6 separate regions of the Mus musculus genome follow, and all the other regions are linked to region 2. The links are chromatin contacts, called in public HiChIP or PLAC-seq and promoter capture Hi-C maps. All regions are on one chromosome and are shown on one strand. Each heading gives the region's core, a stretch centred on a gene start, on an enhancer-like site or on the middle of the called end of the contact. The rest is flanking DNA. Distances are from core to core; before and after follow the strand shown. Region 1 holds the start of Cdc42se2 (CDC42 small effector 2). Region 2 holds the start of P4ha2 (procollagen-proline, 2-oxoglutarate 4-dioxygenase (proline 4-hydroxylase), alpha II polypeptide). Region 3 holds the start of Septin8 (septin 8). Region 4 holds the start of Shroom1 (shroom family member 1). Region 5 holds the start of Ccdc69 (coiled-coil domain containing 69). Region 6 holds the start of Anxa6 (annexin A6).

The links. Promoter capture Hi-C pulls out the DNA fragments that hold promoters and counts their contacts. HiChIP or PLAC-seq counts read pairs in DNA pulled down with a chosen protein or histone mark. Capture Hi-C pulls out chosen DNA fragments and counts their contacts.
Region 1: an H3K27ac HiChIP or PLAC-seq map of extraembryonic endoderm stem cells shows a contact between it and region 2, with 2.7 times the contacts expected there. The contact joins the promoter of Cdc42se2 here to the promoter of P4ha2 in region 2. A contact is called at or near these places in 1 of 484 Hi-C or Micro-C datasets (embryonic stem cells) and 2 of 115 datasets of contacts at active chromatin or transcription factors (craniofacial prominence and extraembryonic endoderm stem cells).
Region 3: a promoter capture Hi-C map of liver shows a contact between it and region 2, with 2.0 times the contacts expected there. The contact joins the promoter of Septin8 here to the promoter of P4ha2 in region 2. A contact is called at or near these places in 1 of 39 promoter capture datasets (liver) and 2 of 9 other capture datasets (embryonic stem cells and liver).
Region 4: a contact with region 2 is called in a promoter capture Hi-C map of 3T3-L1-derived adipocytes, with 4 times the contacts expected there. The contact joins the promoter of Shroom1 here to the promoter of P4ha2 in region 2. A contact is called at or near these places in 6 of 39 promoter capture datasets (3T3-L1-derived adipocytes, cranial neural crest, hippocampal neurons and 3 more), 1 of 484 Hi-C or Micro-C datasets (cerebellum) and 1 of 9 other capture datasets (embryonic stem cells).
Region 5: a contact with region 2 is called in a promoter capture Hi-C map of liver, with 2.4 times the contacts expected there. The contact joins the promoter of Ccdc69 here to the promoter of P4ha2 in region 2. A contact is called at or near these places in 6 of 39 promoter capture datasets (embryonic stem cells, hippocampal neurons, liver and 2 more).
Region 6: a contact with region 2 is called in a promoter capture Hi-C map of neural stem cells. The contact joins the promoter of Anxa6 here to the promoter of P4ha2 in region 2. A contact is called at or near these places in 3 of 39 promoter capture datasets (liver, maxillary cranial neural crest and neural stem cells).

What each region holds. Positions count from the first base shown.
Region 1 is chr11:54,786,118-54,788,985 of GRCm38.p6, reverse strand. Cdc42se2 (CDC42 small effector 2) reads left to right here and starts at 1,283. Exons shown (of 6, transcript NM_178626.3): 1 at 1,283-1,426.
Region 2 is chr11:54,099,432-54,102,582 of GRCm38.p6, reverse strand. It overlaps P4ha2 (procollagen-proline, 2-oxoglutarate 4-dioxygenase (proline 4-hydroxylase), alpha II polypeptide), which reads right to left and starts at 1,659. Exons shown (of 16, transcript NM_001136076.2): 1 at 1,543-1,659; 2 at 936-1,063.
Region 3 is chr11:53,518,318-53,521,512 of GRCm38.p6, reverse strand. Septin8 (septin 8) reads right to left here and starts at 1,777. Exons shown (of 10, transcript NM_001347496.1): 1 at 1,474-1,777. The coding sequence starts at 1,503.
Region 4 is chr11:53,455,645-53,458,588 of GRCm38.p6, reverse strand. It overlaps Shroom1 (shroom family member 1), which reads right to left and starts at 1,384. Exons shown (of 8, transcript NM_027917.3): 1 at 1,248-1,384.
Region 5 is chr11:55,076,721-55,079,927 of GRCm38.p6, reverse strand. Ccdc69 (coiled-coil domain containing 69) reads left to right here and starts at 1,797. Exons shown (of 7, transcript NM_177471.4): 1 at 1,797-1,915. The coding sequence starts at 1,868.
Region 6 is chr11:55,031,888-55,035,077 of GRCm38.p6, reverse strand. Anxa6 (annexin A6) reads left to right here and starts at 1,607. Exons shown (of 26, transcript NM_013472.5): 1 at 1,607-1,719.

The DNA.
Region 1 (2,868 bases), core at 34-2,533, 690 kb before region 2:
AAGAAGTGGGTTTAGGCTACGCATCATTGTTAAAGAAGATCTGAGTGGAGTTGAGGGGAGAAGGCAGACATTAGAGAATGTCCTAGTCCCTGAGTATAGACTGGACATTGCAAGCACCAGTGAGACTGGAGATGAATTCTGAGACCTATAGGGAAAAAAAAAAATCTCAGAGGCTTTGTCAGCCATTGTAAAGATGTTATCTTCTACAGTAACGGGAACACTGGTGGATTTTGATCGGATGAGACATGAGCTGACTCTCCTTGCGGGAGGATATTCTCCCTCTTGTTTTGACAACACAGTTTGTTGATGGTGGTCAGGGAGGTCATTTAAGAAAGCCACTGAAGTGTGACTGGGACCACGGATGACAGAAACAATGTAGATGAACAGTCTGATTTTCTTTTTGTTTGAATGTAGAACCACGCCAATTACCCTTATGGACAGAATGGATGTGAAATTGAGAATAAGAGGAACCAAGGAGTACTCCAGTTTTGTCACTGAACAAGCTAGAAATTTCCTATCAATAGTGATGGTCATGCAGCTCCCTGTCTGAGTATGTGTGGCTAGATTTCAGTGGGAAGGCGTCCATTTGTTTCTTGCTTCTGGGTGCCTAAAGTGTAAAGTTAATGTAGTCATAAAATGTGGTGGCTGAGGCAGGAGGACTGCTGTGAGTTCCAGGTCAGCCAGGGTTCTACTCCAAAAGTCCTTAAGCTTGTGACATACACTAGTAATCCCAGCGCTTGGGAGACGGAGGCAGGAGGATCACAAGATCCAGGCCATCCTTACCTATATAGTGAGTTTGAGGCCACTCTGGGGCTACAAAAAGGCCCTCCCTCAAACAACGTCAAAGCAAAACCAAAAAAAAAAAAAAAAAAAAAAAACCAAAAAAAAAAACGATCCCACAAGAAGTCACAGAGACGAACTTTTCAAATGCCAGGTAGATATTCTTGACTCTCCAATGAGTCAGTGATTCTGATTCCTTGAAAGTAACGTGATCTGAGCGTGAGAGACATCTGGTGCTGGCCAGCTCTGCCTAGCAGCGCCTTGCTCGCCCGGGCACGTCTACGGCTGGATCCGGACAGGAAGGTGCTGTGGCGCGAGGCAGCGGCATCCATCTTCCCCGTAGCCCACCCAGCGGTCACTCTTTGCGCGCCTAGCATCCCCTAGGTCTCGCCACTCCCTCACTGGGCGGGGCCTCACAGCTACCAGCCCGCCTACTGGGGGGGGACAGGGCGTGTCCTTGTAGTGGGGGCGTAGCCGCGCAGCCGCACACACCGCTTGTGGCTCCGCCTCTGCGCGCCAGAGCCTAGGCGGGAGGGCGGAGCCCGAAGCGGGGAGCGCAGCTGCTTGGTGTGTGGAGATCCTGGAAGCTTCGGAGCCGGCGCTCGGAGCCGCGCGGCTGGAGCAGGCGGCGGAGACAAAGGCGACGGTGAGTGAGGGAGAGGGCCCCACGTTGGCCCCGCCGCCCGAGGCGCCAAGTGTAGGGTCGCCACTCGGAAGGTTGAGGGCGAGCGCGGCCCGGGCCTCTCCGCGCTGCGGACTGGGGCAGCAGACTGGGGCTGCGGACTGACTGAGGCTGCGGCGGCTCCATTTTCCAGTCTGGGCGAGGTCCTCACGCGAGGACCGGCGTATGGTTCTCTTCATTCTCCGTGAGGCCAGCTTTCACCGTAGCCTGCACCTTCCCGATGGGGGAGGCGCTACGGACCCCTCCCCCAGTCCGCAGCCCCGCCAGTCTGGACCGGCGCGGAGCGGCTGGGCTCCCGAACCCCGACTCCCGCCCGGCCTGCCTGGGACCCCGAGAGAGGAAGCCGGGCCACTGCCTCGCAGTCGCTGCGGCGACTCTTACAGGTTGTTGCACCGGGAGCTCGCGGCCACGGTGGTGAGCATTACTAACGGGTGTGGTAGGTAGCGGCTCGCTGACGTCCGCATTTCGAGCTGAGGAGCAGCCCGGTGCCGGCTGATTTCAGGCAACCCTGGGAATTCCGTTTTAGCGGCAGTGATTGCTACTGCCGAGCTTTCCTGGAGGAGTTTGGTAGTGATGTGCAGAGCGCAGCACTGAGACGTTCTGGGCCTGGGAGTACAGCTCAGTGGTAGGGAACTTGCCTTGCATGTAGGAGGCGGCCCAGAGTAGTTCAGTTCCCCAGTACTCCCACCCGCCACAAAAAGAGGGGGGGGGGGGAAGAAAGAAAGAAAGAAAATTAAATGCTCTTAAAGGACCCTTGCTTAGTAAAATATTGATATAATGAATGAATCTTAAAACACCACACAGAACTGTTCCTACTAGTAAGATGAGGCACATAGCTTCTTGACTCAGATAAAGGACTATTGGAAAGAATGCCTAGCAAGTTTCTGTCCCCCATCCCCATGTAAACTATTAATAATTAGTTGGTCATTATTGCCAGCCAGCATAGCAGATAGTACCTTTGAGATGTGAAATTTTTGAGAGAAGTTGGCTTACAGATTTCTGTTTCTCAGCAGGCCTGATTTCTCCTTTTCTTTGAAAATAATTGAGAAAGATGTTTGGGGTGCATTTTGAGGTCTAGCTTTCTATGTAGTAGGAGTAAAGATGTGTGTGGGCTTTGGAGGGACTGTGGCATGGTCAGTCTTGGATCTCTATGAGCCAGGGAGAGAGAGCTCTGAACTTTAGGGGAGGGGATCTAATGTCGCCTTGGTGGTTAAACATCACAGTTTACCCAGCATACTCATTAGACACATATTAAGCACAGAGAGATTTTTGAATTCTGTTTGTGGAAGGGAACAAAACCTGGAAATGTTTCTCTCTTAAGCTTGAGCATGAAGTTCATTATGTAGTATCGATGTAGCAAGTAAGGACCTCCCCAGACCCCTAGGGCTACTTCACTTGGAAAAATG
Region 2 (3,151 bases), core at 410-2,909:
TTCTGTACATGGAGAGGAGCCGAGAGGCTGGCCTTGAGGCACACACAGAACCATATCGAGAGACTACACCCTGGACACTTCAGAGGCAGTGGAGATACACGCCAGAGGAAAGCCTGGTCAATTTAACAGGGCACTCAACCATGGGCTGACTTGGATGTGATATAAATTCAGAACAAGCAACAACTTGCAAAATCACCCTATAAATTTTGAGCTAGACAATAGACCTCTGCAAAGCTGAGAACGTTTGAGGATGTCAGAAGCTACAAAGTGGTGCACTGGGACCCTGCTCTTAGTTCCAGGAAGCTCTTCCATCAGGAGGGATAAGGTGTCAGTAACGAGATGGCCTGCATTAAGAAGCAAAATCCTTAAAGTGTCATTCTTCAGGGTAAGGATCCACTGTGTGGCCCAGTCAGGGAAGCCACGTCGCAAGGATGGAGTGAGTTGGCTGGAGGCCTTTCCCCAATGATTCTCTTGTACTGAGACTCCTTAGCGCGTTGAGAGCACAGCAGAGTTGCTGTAGGGGGCAATTCAATGATCTCCTTCAGCATAGTAAATGACACATTAGAATACAGATGACAGGAAGACCCACCTGTACTTCCCAGTAAAATCCTGCGACAGAAGTACCCAGACCCATGCTCACCTTGCAAGGGCTCAGTGGACTTTCCTCATGCAGATCTCTCACTGCTTGTGGGTGGGGCCCTTGGACAGCTATTCCCTAAAGCGGCCCTTTTCCGTTACCTTGATTCCACTACTGTACCACAGACGTGATACTGGCCCAAGCTTGCGGCCACTCAGGGTGATTCCTCAGTCCAGGTTCCTAAGTGACCAATCCAGTTTACCGGAGCCTCCCACCCCAGCCCATGTCTCCTGCCCGGAAGCATCCAGACATCTACCAAGTCCACACAGCCCAAACTCCACACTAACTCAGTACTTACCTTGCTGATGCTCTGGACCTGAACTTTCTGAGTCTTCCCTTCTGCCTGCCTCAGTCCTTGAAAGTCTCCAGGCACAGAGAATGCTCTATTTGTTGAATCAGTCAGCCAATCGCCACCGGTCTCTGAAACTGCTCAGGGAAAACATCAGAGGTTCGACAAGGATGTCTTCTGACAGATAGGAGGAGAGTTTCTGATTTAAGAGCCCATAAAACTGGCAGCGACCAAGCTGGTCCTTGCCAGGGTTGGGAGCCAGGGGTCTTCCTCATCCTAAGCAGCGCCGCCTTCGGGGCCAGGCGGGCGCCTCCGCCTTAGATCGGGGGGCGACCCCGGGGTCAGGTCGCCCCTTCCCGGGAGCCCGCCAAGTGTCCTGTCCGGCCCGGCCTAACAGTACCGGCAGGAAGGGCACCGCTGACCTCACCGCCCTAACCCTGGGAAGGGACGCGGGCGGGACAGGAACCCAGGCGGGTGCAGAATCAGGGCGCCGGACGCGGGGCACGGGGCTGAGGGACCCCGGATCCAGCTCCCGGCTCCGCGCAGAGCAGAACGCACCGCCCGGCCACCGGGACCCGAGCCCAGCCCGGCGACGACCCTGCGGACCCGCGCTCACCTGAACACGCGCAGAAGCCGGCGTTTCCAGAACCTCCCGCGGCGTCGCCCCGGCGCTCTCGGCTCCGCCCTCGTCACAGTCTCCGCCCGCTTGAGCCTCCGCCACGTCCCCACCTCCCGCCCCCCGGGCCCGCCCGGGCCTGGCTCCGAGCCACTGGAGCCTTCGGGAAGGCCCGAGCCGCCACGCGCTGCACGTATGCGATGCACACCTCCTTGCGCCGCGTGGGACCGGCACCAGGGGCGGCGCCCCCATCCCAGCCTGCTCCAGCCCTCTGTGGTCCCACCACCCCCACATCCATTACCACCGGCAAATTGCAGGAGGCTGGCGTCACTAAGATCGGGAATTGAGTATCCTGGGAGGGGAGTGGAGGGAGGGAAAAGACAAGGGTCTGAGATGTCAGCGCACCTCATCTCTCCAGATGACCCATCTCCAAAGCCTAACTGCTTCTCTGAGGGGCTCAGGCTAGCCAGGCTTCGGCTCTTCTGTAAATGTGAGAAGTTGGCGTAGCCTGGAGCATCTCATCCTAGGGCCAACCTATGGCTTATAACACAGGCCAATGAGATTGGACACCTCAACCAGCTCTGTCTGAGACACACACAGTCAAGAAGACAGGGAAGCAACCGACCTCGATCTGAACTGAAGGATGCTCTGGCAGCTGAGCAGGTTCCCACGCCTGCCCTGTAAGCTTGCTTCTCCATGAATGAGGGGAAGCAGTCTGAGAATCTCATCAGGGAGCAGAGCCCAGAACGGAGATGCCCGGCCTGTGGGACTGTGCCTGGAGTTTGGTGTGGATTTCCCTATAATGGCATGGACCAGGCAGACGGCCCAGACTAGGAAAGACAGACACACAGAAACAACTCAGAAAATACTACCTGGCCACTTGTCCGTGTCTGTGGCAGCTACCAGCCAAGAGCCCAGTTGAAACCATGCACAAACCTTTCTGCATCTGCTATGCCACAGAAAGTACAGTTTGCCCAGATCCTCAGATCCTCCCCATGCCCGCCCACTTCTCTGTCCGGAGTGGTCCTCCTCCTCCTCCTCCTCCTCCTCCTCCTCCTCCTCCTCCTCCTCCTCCTCCTCCTCCCCCTCTCCACAGGATCTTTCCCATTGGCCTATAAATACCTTCAATCCATGGCTATGGAAACATAACCCTCACCCCACTCTACCACCCACTGTGCATCTCTCCTTGGCCAACCAAGCAAGCAAAGTCCATCTTCTTGGCCTATCTCTCAGACCTTCTAGCTCCACAACAGCCCCCAACAGTTACTGTATTATGTTTATTGCTTTACCGTTGTTAAATCACCCTTACATGGTGTATGCTCTTTTTTATTTTTTTTTAAATTATCTTTAATCTTTTTTTTTTTTACAGTCCAGTTGTTATCCCCCATCCATTCTCACCGCCAACAGTTCCTCATCCCATTTCTTGTCCCCTGTCTCCAAGAGGATGTCCCCACACCCCCACACAACCCCACACTCCACCAGGCCTCCCATTCCCTGGGGCCTCAAGTCTCCTCAAGAGTTAGGTGTGTCTACTAAGGCCAGACCAGGCTCTGCTGAATATGTGTCAGGGGCCTCAGACCCGCTAGTCTGTGCTGACTGGATAGTGCCT
Region 3 (3,195 bases), core at 528-3,027, 580 kb after region 2:
AACAGCTTGCAAGAGGTCCCATGACCAACAAGTGGTATCTCTAGGAATCCTCTCGGGCCACTGATGCTGGCTGCTTTACACATACTCTCATCCGGCAAGATCAACTGCTAGACAAACCTCTGACCTCAATACAGAACAGACACACCTTCTGGTCGGCTAAGCACAGAAAACACAGCGTCAGACAGGCACACACACACACACACACACACACACACACACACACACCCCTTTTGGTCTCCATCCACTAGGCAGGTTTATAAGGACTCAGCTGTTTTCCTGCAGTACATAAATTCCATTTTACGTACTGCATTTCACGCCGCGGGAGTGAAGTGGACCTTGGTTTGGCCCAGCCTCTGCATCTGTTACCCATGAAGTCAAACTTACTTAACAGACACACAGCCCCCTCCCCAAGGGGCACAGAACACACCAGTCTACACATTATGAAAGCTCCTGCTTTGTTATGCATATTCGCAAAGACCAACAAATGTATTTTCAGATTAAAGAAGAAATTTGCATATATAAATTCAGATGACAGTATTTATAGCAAAATTACATAAGTCCTGGCTCCCTTATTTAGCCCCAGAACCAATTCGTTATCGGTCACACATTCAGAATTCTCCCTCCCTCCAACAGCCCTGGGCCCTCCTCCACCTCCTCCCTCTCTTCCCCTCCTCCCCTTCCAGTCGACCAGGGCCTCACATGCTGGCAAGAGGACACAGCTTCCTTCACCGTCACAGCCTAGCCTCCCAGACACACCCAAATCCAGCCTTAGACACCAAGAGTGCAGACAACCCCCAAAAGGCCTCCCTCCGCATGCTATAGCCTGGCTCAAGTCCACAGACACCCCCCTTAGGACCACCAAGGGGCGTCAGCCTAGAGAGAGGCAGGTCCAGACTGGGGCCCAAACAAACACTCAATGGTTTGGATCTGGAATCACTTCAGCTCCTGGGAATGGCTGCCGCAGAGCCAGAGCCAACCACTGAGGCCCTGGACCTGTCTGGAGTCGCACCCAGGATCCAGGTTCCCGGGAGGGCAGTGGAGGAGATGAGCAGCGAGCCTGGGTTCTTCCAACCCAAAGTCTGCAACTCCCCTGAGCTCTTTCTGGAATGTGTGTGTGTGCTGGGGGGTAGAAAAATCCCTGGATCCCTGGGGCTCCATCCTCACTCTTTGCACCCAGATAACAGCACCTGCGCGGCAAAGGCAAGTACCCAGAGGTGCAGGAACACCCTGGGAGAGAAGAGTCGGGGGCGTCCGGGATCCTCCCCTCTGGACACGAGTCTTGTCTTCACACCTGCCCCGATCAGCCCAGATCTTGGCTTCTTCCCGCGAAAGAGCTCACATCGCGCGAAGCCCAACACTCTGAGACACCCTCCCGGGGTTAGCTCCCGGGTCCCGGGGTTCGAGGCCCCGCCGCGCGGTGCTGACAGCCCGCCTCGCGCCCCCTCCCGTGCCCCTGCGCGCCACAGGCCTCACCGAGACGCGTTCCAAGTCGGTGGCCGCCATGGCGAGCTGCGCACCGGGCGGGCGGGTTGCGGGGAACGCCGGGGCCGCGGCGGGGATGAGCCGGCTGCGGGACGCGCTCCGCCCGGGCGGCTGCGGCTGAATGGATCCAATATGGCCACTTCCTGGAAACTCCCCTTGGCGGCGGCGGCGGCGGGAGAAGCCGCGGAGCCGGCCCCGCCCCCGCCCGCGGGACCGGCCTCCCTACCCGGCTCGGCCCCAGCACAGCGCACTCCCCGCGGCTGGGACCGACGGGGGTCTCCGCGGCTTGGCAGGAGGTACTAGCTGCGGGTGCTGCTGGGACTTGTAGTCTGTGAGGTGGGGGGCCCGGACTGCCACGTCTGGGGGACCCGGGCCTCTCCGAGGCCTGCTGAGTGTCCCTTGGAAGCCAGATTAGTGCATAGCACAGAGGGGTGCTACGTGTGCCCTGGGAGTTCTGCCTCCAAGCTGACTGTCTCTACAGGAACCTGCAAACGCACTGGGACCACCGATCGGATGGTTCATGCGCTGCAGGTCCGAGAGAGATCCCTCAGCCTCTTCTGCCTGTGCCATAGGTCCCACCTGATGCTCTAAGCTGGAGCTAGGGCGGGAGCCCTGGGCTGGACCGGTGCATCCTGCCAGGCAGCCTTTGGCTCCTTGCGCAATGATGAACCGGAGAAAGATGCAGTTTGGGAAGCGGACTCGACATCTATGCGCAGCATACTGCTAGTGATCCTCACCCTGCTTGTCCCACGAGTTTGGAGTTATGGCATTATGCAGAGAGGAACTTGGTTCTCACAGTACGCACATCTTCGCCAACCATACCACTCAAAAAAAAACCTACACAAACGTCTCAAGAGGCTCCGTAAACTTTTTCAGTGACTACAAGATCTAGCTCGCCCCGTCTTCTTTTCCCTGCCTTTCCCTAAGGTCTCCCTGATAGTAAGGCAAACTTTGCCTCTGTCCCTCCACTACCCACGAATGTGCATCCCACCCCCAATATCTTCTTGAGAAACAACCCTGTCCTCCCCTCAGTGGAAACGTATGCCTGCTGGAGGTATCTGGAGACCACATCTGGACTTGGCACACCCCGTGCTGTGGAACACTTCCTGTCCCCTCCATAGAGTCAGTCTCTCTCTCTCTCTCTCTCTCTCTCTCTCTCTCTCTCTCTCTCTCTGAAGAGAGAAGAAGCTTTTCCCTTCTTTCTTTACAAACCATGTCTTGTCTCCAAGGTACCCAGCTGAAGTATCTTGGAGTTCTTAACAGTGTTTTTATTTTGTTGGATGCTCCACCGTGCTGTTGTTCCTTGTACGTTCTCTGACAAGAAATGTGGCCCCGTGCAGCTCAGTTTGGTAGAGTGCTTGCTCGCTAGCGTGCAGGAAGCCCTGAGTTCTGTCCCCAGCACTGCATAAGCCAGATGTGAGGGGCACATTTATAATCCTAGTATTTGGAAGTTAGAGGCAGGACAGTTCAGAGTTCTAGTCATCCTCCATTATAAAACAAAATGGAGGCCAGTCTGGTGACCCCCCCCCAAAGAAAGAAACAAGACACCCCCCAAACAAACAAGCAAACAAACACCTGGGGTCACAGCACAGTGGTTAGAGTGGGGAGGTGGATTAGTGATGAACTTTCCTGTTTGAATCACATCCCACACCCAGCTTCTTAACCTTACTATGAAAGCTACTCTTCTGATGGCGTGTATCCATGAGCCAGCAA
Region 4 (2,944 bases), core at 135-2,634, 640 kb after region 2:
TTGCAGTAGAGTCTGCTAGAAAAATAGGCTGGGATCCTGGCTGTGGAGGAAGGTACTTGTTACCTGACAAAGGAATAAGGGGGCTCGGGGCTCAGAACTAGGGCTCTTGAGGGTGGAAACACCAGACCTGAAGGATGAAGCTGGCACTGGGGGCTGAATCTCGAGTGAAGGTGGACCCAGGCAAGCAACCAGACGTGGGACTTCAGGCAAGGTTTGTTGGGAAATTTGATAAAGACAATTTTCAGTGGGCAAAACCAGACCAAGGCAACACATGTAAGTCCAGGTCAGGGAACAGGAGAGGCACTGGAGAAAAGTCAAGCTCCGAGCTAATCGGGAATGAAACAGTCCTCTCAAGGGCCACCTCCCATCTGTCTTCCTGTGAGGACCTGTGCAGGCCTTTCCTTGCCTCCAGCCTTCCCTCAGTACCTGGAGGGCTGTTAACTGCACTCCCTGACTCTCCTTAGAGTCAGAGGTTCAGGGTTCAATGCTCAGATCTTAAATCCTAGCATTCCAGGCTAGGTCTGATGGGTGAGCTTTCAGGCAAACTCCTTGGTTCTCTTTTCTAGTCTCCAAAGCTATGGGTGACATTGCACCCCTGTGAGACATCTATTTTACAACATAGTAGCTGGTTATACAGTCTCTGCTGGTCTTGGGCAGACTCTGTGAGACGCAGGTTCCAGGAGGTGTAGAAAAAGCAGAGGGTGAATGACACCTAGGTAAAGATGGTCACTGCCATGGGTACAGCACATACCCCAGGGCAAAAGCTAAGCCCTGGGGACCACAAGGGGCAGCAGAACCACACAAAGAGGTGAGGAAAGAGGCGCTTGGAACACTAGGAGAGCGGGTGGCCTCTGATCAGTGCATTTCTAGGCCTTTTCAGTGGGGTTCACGGTCCGGGAAGATCGGGGGATTGGGAGGGACCCGGATTCTCCAGCAATCGAAGCTCAAGAACAGAGGGTCCTGAGACGGACGCCACTGTGTACATTGCGTCCCTGCAACAGCTGGGCCACCTGGACAGCTCTGTCCCCTGCCAGGCCTGGCCGAGAGTAAAGGTGCGCAGGGGCCCGATTCCACTGGCGCGGCCGGTCTGGACTCCGGGTCGGAAGGTCCAGACAGAATGACGGTCAGTCAGGCTGCTTCGCGGCCACCGCTGTCGCCGCCCCGACCCTCCCGTCCTTGTCTCCCTTTTGGGAAGCAGATCTGTGGACCACGCGCTGTGTGTCCCCTCACCCGGTCCCGCTGCGTACCTGTGGCTCCAGCCCGAGACGCACTTCAGGGCGCCGGCGATCCCTCAGTGACATCCGAGCCCTGGGCTCCAGCTCCCGACGCCACCTCCAGTCTCCGGCCGCAGCAGGGGAGGCGCCACCTCCGGCCGAGGAGGGGCCGGAGTCTGGAGTGGCGGCAGGGCTGCGGGAGCCGCGCCCCTTCCTCTTGCGATTCTGTACGTGGCCCTAGTCCCCGGCCCTGGACCTCTAACCACCGCAGAGAACTCGAGCCGGAGGGCGATCGAAATCCTCCAAGCACTGCCGGATCCGCAGGCAAGACTTATGGACCAGCAGGCTCCTCAGTGCGGAGGTCAAACCCTCCCGGAGGCAACAAAGGCTCACCTTCCTTTCTTCTTCTTCTTTTAACCTTTAAAAAAATTACATTTATTTATTTACTTAATAATTTGGGAAGTAAGTAATGGGGGAAGCTCCCTTGTGGAGAAGTCGGTACTTTTCTTCCACCCTGTGGAGTACTAGATTCCAACTGTGAAGATCTGGTTTGGTGACATGAACATTTATCCACTGGACCATCTCTCCCGGCCGGTTCTCTTAAACTCCACGATGAAAACAGATGTGCCTGGAGTTCCTGCCTCATGCTCTCTCTCCCTCTGAGTGTGCTTTAGATGGCTGGCTACCTGATCAACTCTGCTCTTCAGACCCACATTTCCAAAACCATGCCACCTACTGGACTCTTTCCACAGGCTCTCCTCTCCTGTCTTTGTCTCCTCGCTTCCCATAGCTCCCTCCACCAGACCCACACCGAACGGAGCCCTGAACTTATGTGCTCGAATCTGCTACTAGGAGTGGGGTCTTCACCTTTTGGTAAAGACTTTGAACTCCTAAACTCCCGTCTGTACATCCTGAGTGCTGGAGTCTTTTTTTCAGCTCAGATGACCGGTGCCACCTGGTCCTCATTCTCTGTGTGTGTGGTGTATGCATGTGTACCTCTCGAGATTGGGTCTTTTCTTTTCTTTTTCTTTTTTTTTTTTTTTTCCGTTTTTGATTTTTCAAGACAGGGTTTCTCTGTATAGCCCTGGCTATCCTGGAACTTACTTTGTAGACCAGGCTGGCCTCAAACTCAGAAATCCGCCTGTCTCTGCCTCCCAAGTGTTGGGATCAAAGGTGTGCGCCAACACTGCCCAGATACTATTGGGTATTTTATTCTATCATTTCTACACCTTATTTTTTGAAACAAGGTCTCACACAGAAGTCATCAATTTGGCTAGACTAGCTGGCCAGCCAACTCCATGAGTCTGCCTACACACACACACACACACACACACACACACACACACACACACACACACACACCACATGTCCCCTGCACTGGGTAACAATGTAAGCTGTGGCACCTAGCTTTTCCCTTAGCTACTGCAGACCCAAGCTCAGCTCCTCATGTTTGAGTGGCAAGCACTTTGCCCACTGCCCCACTGCCCATTCGTCTCATGGTCAGCAAGCTCTGTGACTCCAACTCTGTAAAAGTCTGTCCATTTGAGGACTCTGGAGAACTTGCCCAAGTCTCAGAAAGCACAGAGCCACAGAAGAGGAGAGACATCTAGATTCTCATTTTTATGTAAGTCTCCTTACATAGCCTAGGCTGGCCTGAATCTAGAGTTTCAGACAGCTGCCACATGGAAGCTGGGAACCAAACCTAGATCCTCTATTGGGATAGCAAGTGT
Region 5 (3,207 bases), core at 548-3,047, 980 kb before region 2:
AGGATGTAACACTCTCAGCTATCGCTCCAGTGCCTTTAAATGCTCCCTGCCATGATAATGGACTAAGCTCCTGAAACTGTAAGAAGCCCACCCCACCCCACCCCCCAGTTAAATGCTTTCTGTTTTTAAGAGTTGCCTTACTCATAGTGCCTCTTCATAACAATAAAACAGTGACTAAGACACAGGGTTTCATTATGTAGTCCAGGCTTGCCTGGAACTCACAGTGACCCCCTGCTTCAGCTTTCTTGCTGTTTGAACTACAAATATAAGCCCTCATGCCCAGCTCAATATTGTTTTCTGCTCTTTGGAGGGTCATTGCCTTGAATGTGTTATTCATTGCACTGGGTCTCTTTCTTCAATACAACTTTCAGAGAGTTTGTGACCCTGACACGGATTTTCTAACCTGTGCCCAGTACTCTGGAGCGCTGACTTTCAAAGCTGTTATCGCCTTCCCACGTGCAGCTCCCAGTGAGCACTCCAAGAAGATAGAAAGGAGTCTCTTGTCCTAGATTCTGACCCTATTGTCCCCATTCCCACTGCATCTGGCAAGCTTGCAGTGTCTGTCCTGAGGAGAGAAGACTATGTCACACAGATCTTGTGAGCTGGGGAAAGCTATTGGCCCAGCCTTGTGGAAAGCTTACAATGAAAGTGGGTGTCATTTATTTGCAGGGGTGTTACAAAAGCCAGGTTTGGGGGAGCATTTGACCTGGGCTCTGGGCCTTGCTACCAGCATTGTCCCTCTCTGAAGTATACTTTTATTTCATTTATTCATTTGTTTATTGAAGAGGGGAGAGTGAGTGTGTGTGCACACATGTGTGCACATGGCCTACATATGGAGATCAGAGGACAAATTTCAGGAGTTGGCTCTCTTTTTCCTGGGAATTGAATTTAGGTCATCAGCTTAGTAGCAAGCACCTTTACTCACTGAGATAATTTTAATTCATTTTCTTTTGAGACAAGGGCTCACTCTGTAGCCTAGACTGACCTCCAACTTGTGGTTGTCCTTTTGCCTCAGGCTCCTGGAACTGCAAATTGATTGGCCTTTTCAGCTCAGGAAATGTAGATTTAGTTATGAATGGGTAATGCAGTGTGTGAGCCTTGGCATGCATGTTCCTTTTCTCCTTCCACCAAGTGGGGCCTGGGGATGGAGCTCAAGTCGGCATCACAGGCAACTGCCTTTCCCACTGAGCCTGCAGCTGGCTTGTTCTTTTGGTTGCTTGCTTGGTTAGTTTTGTTTTTGAGATAAGCTCTTACTTACTCTGTAGCCTCTTCCTGAAACTCCAGCCTCAGCCTCCTAAGTGCTGGGTCTATAGGCACTCACCCTCAGTGCCTTCAGAGGTTAAAAGGCCCATGTGCTGGAGCCGGACAGGCATCTTTGAGCCACCCGATGTGGGTGTCTGGAGTTGAACCATAGTTCCCTGGAAGGGCAGAAAAATACTCTTAACTGCTAAGATCTCTCTCCAACCCCGTTCCCTTTGTATGACAGGTTATCATGTAGCCCTGCCTGGTCTTAAACCCCCTATATATATCAGACTGTCCTCGAACTTGTGATCCTCCTGCCTCCACCTCCTCAGAACTGGGATTACAGACGTGTGCCACAACGCCTGGTTTAATTGTTTTCGTTCTTTTCCCTCTCAGCTCTTTCTCATCAGAGGGTCCTGAGAACCATCTGTGGCTCCTGGGGATCTCTCCTGCCCCGGCCTCAGGTACTTCTGGCGTGGAGCGCCGCTGGCACCTGCCCTGGCCCGGCCCCGGCTCGGCCGGGGCCCCGCGCAGGCCCTGCTCTTCCGGCATTTAAGGCGCGCAGCCGGCGCGGCTGCAGCTCCGGGCGGTTGAGAGTCACAGCCAGCGGGACGCGCGAAGCAGGATGGGCTGCAGGCAAAGCCGGCACAGCCGCGGCAAGCGCGCAGAGAAGGTACCGGGAGCCCGCACACGGAGGTCTGCTTGGGGGGCGCTCAGAGGGACAGCAGAGGACACCAGATGGACAGCAGTGGGGGGGGCAGTCATGGAGATTGGGGTGCGGGGGTGGGGGTGCTCTGTCTCCGCCCGACCCGGCAATCAGAAGCCGAGTTAACACACTCAGTCCCAGACAAACTGCAGCTGACCCTGCTGTCCCCGCGGGGAGGTGACTGGTGTGTCCGTGGCAGGTGGCCTTCAGTGTGGGGCTGTCACTGTGTAGTAGAGGACAGAGTTCTTAACCTCTCTGCGCCTTGAGCTAAGGTCTAAGGCCGGCAATCTCTGATAGGTCCACAGCCGGACAGCACCAGCATCACCTGAGACCTGTTGGAAACCTCAACTCCCTGGTCTGCCCAAGGGCTGCTAGACACAGGCTGCCTCTTAACGAGTTTCGCCTGGGATCACTGCACCCTTTAGAGCCTAGGAAGCGGGTCAGGGCTTCCTGCGGGAACTGAGCGGTGCGTGGGCTGCCCTTAGGGTAGCTGGGAGGAGCCAAAGTGGGAGTTGATTTGTAGTCTCCTGCAGCTCTCTCCTCCTTCCTGTCCCTCCCGCCCCAGAGCCCTGAAGCTGGGTTAGAGCCCAAGAGACTGACTCAGGTTTCTGCCCCTTGAGGTCTGAGAAACGTCAGGAGGTCAGAGCCTAGATTCAGGGCCAAATCCACTGAGGACAGCCGGGGGCCCAGAGAAGGAAACAGGCACTCTAGAGTCCTAGTCGTTTTTTCCTGTCTGCCAGTCTCTCCACCCCTTGTGGGGATGGACAGCCCGTGAACTTCATCAGTCCCCACTGTGAAAATGATTAATTTTGCAAGGAACTTCAGCTCATTAGTCTTCCTGTTACCTCTGTTTATCTACCCCTAACTTTGTCAATGTGTGTGTGTGTGTGTGTGTGTGTGTGTGTGTGTTCTCTGAACCCTCCCCTGCACTTGGACTAACTTTTCATTGTTTTATTTTTCTCCCCATCCCCACTTTTGGAGACAGGGTCTGGTGTAGCCCAGGCTGTCCTAAACTTAATGTGTAGCCAAAGCTGGCCTTGCACTGCTAATTCACCTGCCTCTCCAATGCTGGGATTACCAGCCTCCCCACCACAGCAGGCTGGATGTTTTTGTTCAGATTTTTTAGACAAGCTCTCAATATGTAGCCTAGATTGGCCCCAAACTTTCAATTTTACTTAGCCTCCCTAATGTTGAAATTATAGGCCTGGGCTACCATACCTGGCTTCTAAGGGCTTCTTGATAACTGCAAAGCCCTTCAC
Region 6 (3,190 bases), core at 358-2,857, 930 kb before region 2:
AAAATGCCCAGTGAATGACAGCAGTTACAACTGTGTGCAGGGAGACCACGGACCCCATCTTGTCAGGCAGGGCCAGCCCTCTTCTGTTTTCTTCCCCAACCTATTTATTTATTTGATTTTTTTCTGAGAGAGTCGCCCAGGCTGTCCTTGAACTTGCTATGTGGTTGAAGATGGCCTTGAACTTCTGATGCTTCTGAGTGCTGGGATTACAGGTATGAACCCGTAATTCTGATTTCATGTGGTACTGGCTATCCAACCCAGGGCTTCGTGCATGCCAAACACTCTACAAACTGAGCCACAACCCCCAGACCATTATTATTGCATGTTTTCTGAGACAGTCTCGTGTAGCCCAGGCTGGCCTTGATGCCAGTGATGACCTTGAATTCCGGATCCTCCTGCTCCAGCCTCTCAGTGCTGGGATGCAGGCTCTGCTGATAATCTGCTCCTCTCAAAAGTTGTAATGGCATCATTCTCGTTCTGAAGGTGACACTGCCCCACTTGCTTTGCCCCAAGTGCTTCCTCCACCTTAGCCCCAGGCTTCCCATAGAGAAATCTAAACCTCTGTCTATTGGCAGGTCCCAAGGGTGGGGCTGGGCAGCAGAGCTCACCTGTTCAGTTTGCTCTAGCTTGCACCAGAGGTTCAGTAAGTGTTCTTTGGGTGAAATGAAAAACAAACAAGCAACAAACAAACGGAGGACAATTTTCCAACTAGATCTTGGAAGATGCTTACTACTCTCTGAACGAGTGACAGATTCTGGAGATAATATTTTTTAAACTTTTAACTTTTAAAAATTACATTTTCTTTATTGAAGTGCAAAAAATATGTGCGAGCCCCCTGTAGGGCAGCAAGCACCTTGGCCTTCTGAGGCAGCTAGTTGGCTCCTGAGGATGACCCTTTAAAGAAACTCAAGGAACTTATTAACAAACAGAAGTCTGCTGTCCGCTGTGGCCACCAGGCAGTGGGGGCGGGGTGGGGGCGGGGGTTGGGGGTTGAGGGAGATTTCTCTATCAAAGCTGGGCTATCTGTTTTCCAGAGGTTGTACCGCTTTTCCACACAGACCTGGATGACAACTTCTGGTCCTCCTATCACTCCCTCTTCAACCAGAACCCACTCCCCAAGGCCAAATCTAAATTAGATTTCCAACCCCACAATCTGCAAGCTGAGTGACCCTGGGCGAGGCGCGGTCTTCTCTGGTCTTTCCTTCCTTGCAAAGTAGGTGACTACGCCTGTGACCCGATAGGGCAGGAAGGCGTGAAATCTGATCAGTCAGGTAAGGTCTCAACTTCAATTTTGGCAAGCTTCAAATTTCTCAACAAAGCTTTGGTGAGTAGCAGGAATGTTGGAGAATGTGTCCAGAACAGGACATTAATTTGACTTCTATTTCTGGGTGGCAGCGTGACCTTTGCCAAATCCCCTACCCTCTGGAGGTGACGTCAGGGCTGGGGTCAGAAACGACCCAGGTAAGAGGTGGCAGGTTTCCCCCGAGGGCGCCCTCCCCCATGCCCTTCCCCTGCAGCCGGTGACACCCAAACTCCAAAAAAGAAGCACTCGGGGTGGGGCTGGACAGGGCGGGGCGGGCAGCGAGCGAATCCGATTGGCCCCTGCGCGCCACGTGTCCCCCTCCACCGTGCGCCCAGCCTGCGCTGCGGCTGCTGCTAGGCTAACGGGCTTCGAGCTGCGTCTGTCCATACGCCCTGATCTGAGGCCTCCCTAGCGCGGTGAGTGTGCAGAGTCGCTGCGGGACACGGGGTCCAGGACTGAAGGGACCTGGTCGGGTCCATGCTGGTGTGCGGTCACCCCGGGGTGTCGCGGCTGGGTGTGTCCCGGGAGGGAACCCAAAGTGCTGGCGCTGGTTGACAGCACCCTGAGGGGGGAGGGGAGCTGGTGCCCCCCGCCCGGCCCCGCCGAGGGTGTGGTCCAAGACCCAGGAGCCTAATTGTCTAAAGTAGTGGAAAAACTTGGTGACCCTCGCGGGAGGCTGTGAGTTACTCAACTTGGAGAGCTTGAGGAATTGAACAGTCTGCTGAGCACCAGACGGTTCGTGGTGTGGTCCGGGAGAAAGGCTCCCTGATGCGGGTCAGAGGAAGGACCTGCTGTCTTTCCGGAGATGCTCACCTTTCCGGGAGCCGCAGAGGCTCTTAGCAAGATGCAGAGGTCCCACTCTGAATTTTGCTTCTCCTAAGCCAACCCGGCTCCTTCCCAGTTTTTCAGGGTCTTAGTTAGATGCTTCCTACTGACCTCGAATCCAGATCCCACCACCAACTTGCAGTGTGGCCTTGAGCCAGCCGCCTTTCCCTCTCTGAGCCCCCATCTCACAAGTGTTGATAACCCCCGCTTTCAGTCCTATGAAAGTGGGTTTGATTTGGCTGCTGGTTGGGGAATCTTGAGTACAGGTGTGGTCGATGAAACTCTCCTTTAGAGAGAATCTGGCTTCTGCTTCCCCCCACCCCCGCCCCACTCCCGCCCCACCCCCTTTTGTCTAAACTCTGGTGGGTCTTACTAGACACTTCCAAATTTGGGCATATGGCTCCAGGATTTGTAGGGGATCCTGGTGTTCCCTTAGAATCTGCCCTCCATTTCACCTCACCTGGCCAGATCACATCTTGAAGCTGCTGAGCCCACCTCTCCGACAGAATAGCTTGACTCTCCAGCCTTTCTTATCCCCCGGGAACTATTTCAGCCCCTGTATGCCCTGATGTTCTGGCTGCAGGCCCTAAGCCCTGCAGGAAGACCCTGGGCAATCCTCTCCCATATCCATGAGTTGCAGCTTGCCTGGGACACTTGGAAGGACTTCTTTTCTCTCTGGGCCCTTGTTCCCCATAGTGGTCTGCTGAGGTGGCCGCCACTTCCGGTGCCCCCCCCCCCCCCCCCCCCCCGCCAATTCAACTGTTCTCAGATTTGGGAGTGGGGTGTGGCTGGGCATGGAGGGAAGGAGAAGGCCTTCATCCCCTTGCAGCTGTGACTGTCGCTCACCATGTCCCTTTACTTCCTGTCCTTTGTTTGTGAGCCTCTCTCTGCTGGGATACTGAACCTATTTGCTGTTTCTGGCCAGGGGATGCAGCTGTTGCTGGACAGAAAGAACATGGATTTGCCCTGAGAATGGAGCTGCTGGGGGGTGGGGGTGGGAGTAGGGGTGGGGCTGGGAGTGGGGGACTGCAGCACTGAAGAGCTGCCAGAGACCATACATAC